Regions from separate parts of the Arachis hypogaea genome. Here region 1 is linked to region 2. Evidence: chromatin contacts called from public Hi-C data. All regions are on one chromosome and are shown on one strand. The core of a region is the stretch at or near the end of the contact, and the rest is flanking DNA. Distances in the headings are between cores, read along the strand shown.

What was found. Hi-C and Micro-C count contacts between places; a contact is called where the count stands out from the background.
Region 1: a Hi-C map of leaf shows a contact between it and region 2, with 1.9 times the contacts expected there. The contact joins the enhancer-like site here to the promoter of LOC112735643 in region 2. A contact is called at or near these places in 4 of 8 Hi-C or Micro-C datasets (leaf and an unstated tissue).

What each region holds. Positions count from the first base shown.
Region 1 is chr2:7,628,196-7,631,096 of arahy.Tifrunner.gnm2.J5K5, forward strand. No RefSeq gene overlaps it. Among protein-coding and RNA genes, the nearest start is that of LOC112735653, 36 kb to the right of the region's middle. Within about 2 kb of position 1,331, at least 3 of the 3 cell types and tissues checked have open chromatin away from gene starts, as enhancers often do.
Region 2 is chr2:7,591,670-7,594,565 of arahy.Tifrunner.gnm2.J5K5, forward strand. It overlaps LOC112735643, which reads right to left and starts at 1,405. Exons shown (of 2, transcript XM_025785174.2): 1 at 1,159-1,405; 2 at 538-1,073. The coding sequence starts at 1,256. The coding sequence ends at 815.

The DNA.
Region 1 (2,901 bases), core at 81-2,580, 36 kb after region 2:
GAGAAAGACAGGTATCTTAGGTTGAAAAAAATAGACTCAATATTCCCACTAGATACATACATTACATAGAAAGGAAAAAATAGAATGTTTTCTAAAAAATAATTTACTATTAGAAAGAATAAATTATAAAAAGATTTATTTTATTTTTTTCTAAAAGAATATGTTCAACAACTAAAATTGGTTAAATTGATAAAAATATATATTGTTCTTTAATTAATAAAAAATATTTAAAAATCAACAATCCCATAAAATGAATTACGAGTAAATTTGTTTATAATTATTGAATCATTTTTAAATATTTTTTATTTTATTAAATAAAAATACTGTATTTTTTTATTAAGTTAATTTTAATTTTTTATTTATTATATTTTATATAAATAATTTATATTTAAAAATTATAATTTTAAAATTTAAAAAATACTTTTTTTGTTTGTTTAGAAAGGCATTAACATTTGTCGCAATTATCACGGTAAGAGCAGGCAAATAGCCAAATACAAAGCGGTAAGCGTAACGGTGAAACTATTACACCAGCCAAAGAGTGAAAAGACGGTAATACCCAAAGAAAAAGTGATCATCATGTTCACAAGTGGGTGTGTTGGTTTTGTCGTATTTGGAAAAGGGACGTAATCGTCAATAAATAAATTTGTATGAACAAAAAGGGAAACGGAAAAAGGAACAAAAGAAAGGACTACAAAGTGAGTCATGTATAGGACTACAAAGTCTCCTACGCCATAAATAGAACTACGAAGTGAGGGCTTAACTACTGTGCTCTACAATTCCATGGACGGAAAGCTATGTCCTATGTACATTTTGTGGGGTCATCTCATGCGAAACACGTGCGCCGTAGCAGTCAAGATCATTAATAATTTATATGTGAAATCAATGGCGTTCATTATTATAGTGGTTAGCTTTGAGCCGATTAACTATTTTAAGGTGATAAACCAACTTGGATTGATCGAGTAGTCAGCTCATTTATTCGCTTAAACAAGTGTTGAGAGTTTGAACTTCATTTTGTGCATGCAATAATTCATTGACCAAAAACAAATTCTTAAATAGAACTTAGATCTGCGACGAATTAATCTTTAACCTGTCAAGTTATGAGATACTATTTAGATAAATCAAAAAATTATTTTAAAGTGATAAAATAATCAATTCATTTATAATATCGCTTTATATATGTAATAATTTATTTATCAATACACTCTTAAATGGAAGTCAAATTTACTCATCTTCGCCTGTCAAGTTTTGAGATGATAAGCATCGTGTGGGACCATATTCGCTCTTAGTCTTCCTTTCGCTTCAAAAATTATTATGTGTTGTTGTGGGTGGGTTTGGGAGAGAGATAGATGATCCACTTGTGGCCCTTTATGCTCTCTTACTCTAAATAATATATTATATATGTCACCATCTATTGCATAATGCACACCTTAACTAGTGAGTAATTAAATTCAGAGGCTACCACGACATATGCTCAATACATGCACCACCGTCCACCGCCATTATTTGTAAATTCAGAATCAGGCACGCCCCTCTGCTCCCAACTCACTACAGAGACTCCTCAATATATAATATGAATTAGATATTCCGATACTAAATTCCTATTAGAATTACGACCATATTAATTTTATAGTATTAGTCATTATTCAAATTATATATCTTTTAATCGAATTATATATAATTTTATTTTTTAAGTTTAGCTTAGATTATATTATTAATGAATTTAATAGTTAAATTAGTCCTTAAAAGATAATTTATTTATTAAATTTATTTTTAAAAAATTTTATCAATTGAATTGATCTTTTAAAAATTATAAATTAATTATTTTTATTTTTCAGTTACTCAATTAATAATTTTCATCAACAATTGATGACACAAACATTAACTCACATTATACATAATGTCTAGATTATTTAATTAGACACTGAATAAATATATTTATAAAAATTTATCAATTTAGTATCATAAGATTATATTAGGTTTATGATTTATATATATAATTAATTAGACTAAATTGATTTTTATAAATATATTTGTTCAACGTTTAATTACATATGATAGGTGTCATGTATGATATCAGTTAATATTTTATATCATCAATCGTTGACGGAAACTATTAATTAAATGATGGAAGGACAAAAGTAATTAATTTATAATATTTAAATGACTAATTTGATTGATAAAAATTTTCAGGGACGAATTTAGAGAATGACTCATCTTACGGAAACTAATTTGATCATTAACCCTATTATTGATCGACAAAACTTGAGAGTTGTAATTTGTTACTCAAAAAATGAGTTATAACTCAATTTTTATTATACATGATAAGTCGTAATATAACAATAAGATTAAAATTATTTATCAATTCTATATCTATAAAAGACACCTTTTATATTTCAATAAAAGACCGATAAGATAAATTTTATGATTTTTATGTCTTATAAACTATTTTATATTTATATTGATAGAGTTTTTTTATCTTTTAAATACTTATTAACTTGAATCTTAAAGTGTCTTTTTTAAATATGGTTATGGATTATTTACTCTCACTTTGTGTGGGAGTATCATTAACTACTGTATAAATATTTATAAAAAAAAAGTTGGCTTTTTATTTTTGAAAAAATCAATAATTAGATATTGAGCCCTCAATTTATTTTTTTTTAGACATTTTTTCCTTTTTTTATTTCAAATTCAAAGAAGAAAGAGGAAAACTTAGTAGATCTTCTTTCAATCACTGACATCGTTCTCTCTTTCTCTCTCTCTTCGGTCACTCGTTCTCCCCTGCATCATGCTTGTTCTGCTAGAATTTTTTTTCTTTCACTCACCGTTGCTTGTTCTATGTTCCTCTCTATTCGTGATCTCGCTCTTTCTCTGATCCTCGCCACCACAAAACGCTTCTGCCGC
Region 2 (2,896 bases), core at 155-2,654:
GTACTATGAATTCTTCTCCCAAAAGGAAACCAACTGCGATGCATTCAATTTGCGGAATCCTGACATGCCATGCCACATCAGTCAAACCCCCTAGCTTTCTCCATCTAAATCCAATCCCTTATCTTTTCCCATATAATATTAATAATACTAAATTAACTAGTGGGATGCTAATAAGCTCTAATTAATTTAATTGATCTATTCAGAACCAAATTAAACGTCGTATCGTATATAACTACCATAACATATATATACTGTTTAGTAACTGTTTCTAATGTATCATTCACCTTTGCGTATCAATTTTGGATTCCAATCAAATAATATGATTTTCTAACCAACACTTTGGTTAACAAATTTCATGCACGAAACCCATACTTCATATATATATATATATATATATATATATATATATATATATATATCTCATATCATATGCATTAATCAATTTGTTCGTATGCGATGATGATATACATGATTTTACGCAAAACGATATAAGTATGTTGTGGAAGAAAAGGGAAAGAAAAAGTTGAAGCTAGATCATACATTAAATATACATATCCATATTTTTATAGCTGTATTCACAACTTATATTACTTAGCTCGATAGAAAAAGCAACTCATCAAGCGAAGATCAAAGATATAAACACACATGCAATTTCGCGTCGCACACAAAGCTCTACTACTTGGACACAGAGTAATATAAATAGTCACCTAATTAATTAAGACTAATACTAATTAATATAGCTAGCTAGCTAGTAGTAGTGGTAGTAGTGGTGGTGATTGATGTTGATCTGATCTAAGCTTCTTGTTTATTTGTTTTAACACATGACATCCTTGAGAAGCTTGTACCTGCGTGTGGCGGTTCTCGGCGAGGGCGTTGGGCTCTTTCCCTTCTCTGAGGCGGTAATCTCTACTTCGCGATCATGATGCTTGATTTTGTCGCCGGAATATTCCGAACGGTTGGTTGTTCCGGCAAGAGATGGCGGTTTCTTGGAATTGGAAGCGACGGTTTTTGCGGTTTGGCACCAATCGCACAGTTGTATTTCAGGTAACTCCCCGTAGTAGTTGCTGCAATACCTGAAATTGAAAAGTGAGATCATGAATTCATGATCCGATCCTTCAATCTGAGAGAGGGAGGTAGCGTAGATAGGAGTATACTTACGAGTGCTGAAAGCGGTGGCGGCATTTGTTGCATCGGAAAAGCTTGTCGGGGAAACCAACGTCGCCGCACATGCAGCACACCGTCTGAAGATCCACCATAGCACTCTTGAGAGCGAGAGAGAGAGAGAGAGAGAAGGAGACAGAGTGTAAGGGTAGTGTTTGTTATATATATATATATATAGAGAGAGAGAGAGAGAGGGGGGGTACGGCTAGAGAAGATGAGTCGGTGAATGAATGAATTTGTGATTAAAAAAAACAAAAATAAATAATAAAATATATTTAACAGTGATCAAAATTTATTATTTATACAGTACATTATCAAAATATTTGTATATAAATATAAATAATTTAATTTATTTTTAATATATATTAATTTTAGCATATGTATATATAATATAATTATATTTTTATAATTAATTTAATTTTTTTAGTATAATAATTAATAAAATATTTTTAATTTATATTTTTAAATATTAATAGTTAATTATTATTAAAAAAATAAATTTTATTAATTCTCCAATATTTTTCGATAATAAATAATGTGTAGTGATAGAGAGAGACACAGTTGCTCGCAGTCGCTTTCAGTTAGGGCAGCCGGTACAGTGAGAGAAACCTAAATAACATTAAAAAATATATTAAAATTTGATATTTATACTATTTTTACACTATGTACCTCAAGAGTTTACGTCTTCCTTTTTTAGTATTAATATATTGGCAAATTCTTTATTACTTTTAAATTTGGTGTGAAGTTATAACTTATTTTTTTAAATAAATATTAAATAATTAAAATTAATTTATTTTTATATATTTTAAATTAATATTAATTTTTGTTTTCTTAATAAATTAAATAACTATATGTAAATACTATAATAATTACTTAATACATTATATTTTTTCTCTCCTCACTTTATAATTTTAAAAAATATTATATGCAAATTAAAAATTAATTACTAAGTTAATTATATATTTGTATATAAATATATATTATTTAATTTATTTTTAATTTATATATTTTATATTAATTAATTTGGTGGTTAGTTTTTGATATATAATTAAAATAATTGTTTTTAACAAGATATATATTGGTGATCATCAATAAATTGTTAAAATTTTATCTGTCTGTGCTTTTTTTCAAGAAAGAAAAGAAAACATAATCAATTTGTATAATTTCTTTGTTTATGTTAACTATATTTGACTACAATATTATTAACCATGTAGGATTTATTTTTAACTAAAAATATGTAACATATATAAAAAGAAAAGGGAAAAAGTCCATGTAACACTTAATTATAACAAGAAAAAGCATACACTCAAATCACACTTTTTTTTTCCTTGGCCATCCTCATCAATTTCTTAACATTTTATTTGGATGGAAAATGAAAAATGAGAGGAAAGAAAATGAAAGAAAAGAAAATAAAAGAAAAAGTTGATTTTTTTTTATATGTTGTTTGGATGAAGAGAAAATAAATGAAAAGAAAATAAAAGAAAATTTTTTTATGTTTGGATAAAAGAAAAAGTAAGAAAATAGAAAATCATAACTAAGTGAAATTACATTAATACCCTTCTTTATATTATATATAAATTATAATATACCAATATATTTAAATTATTTTTTTAATAAAAAAATTATCTAAATTATGTTTCAAAATTTTAACGTATTTTTTTCATTAAAAATAATATTTTTTAAATTTATTCTTTTCTATTATCTTTTAATGTCATTTATAAAATATATATTATTC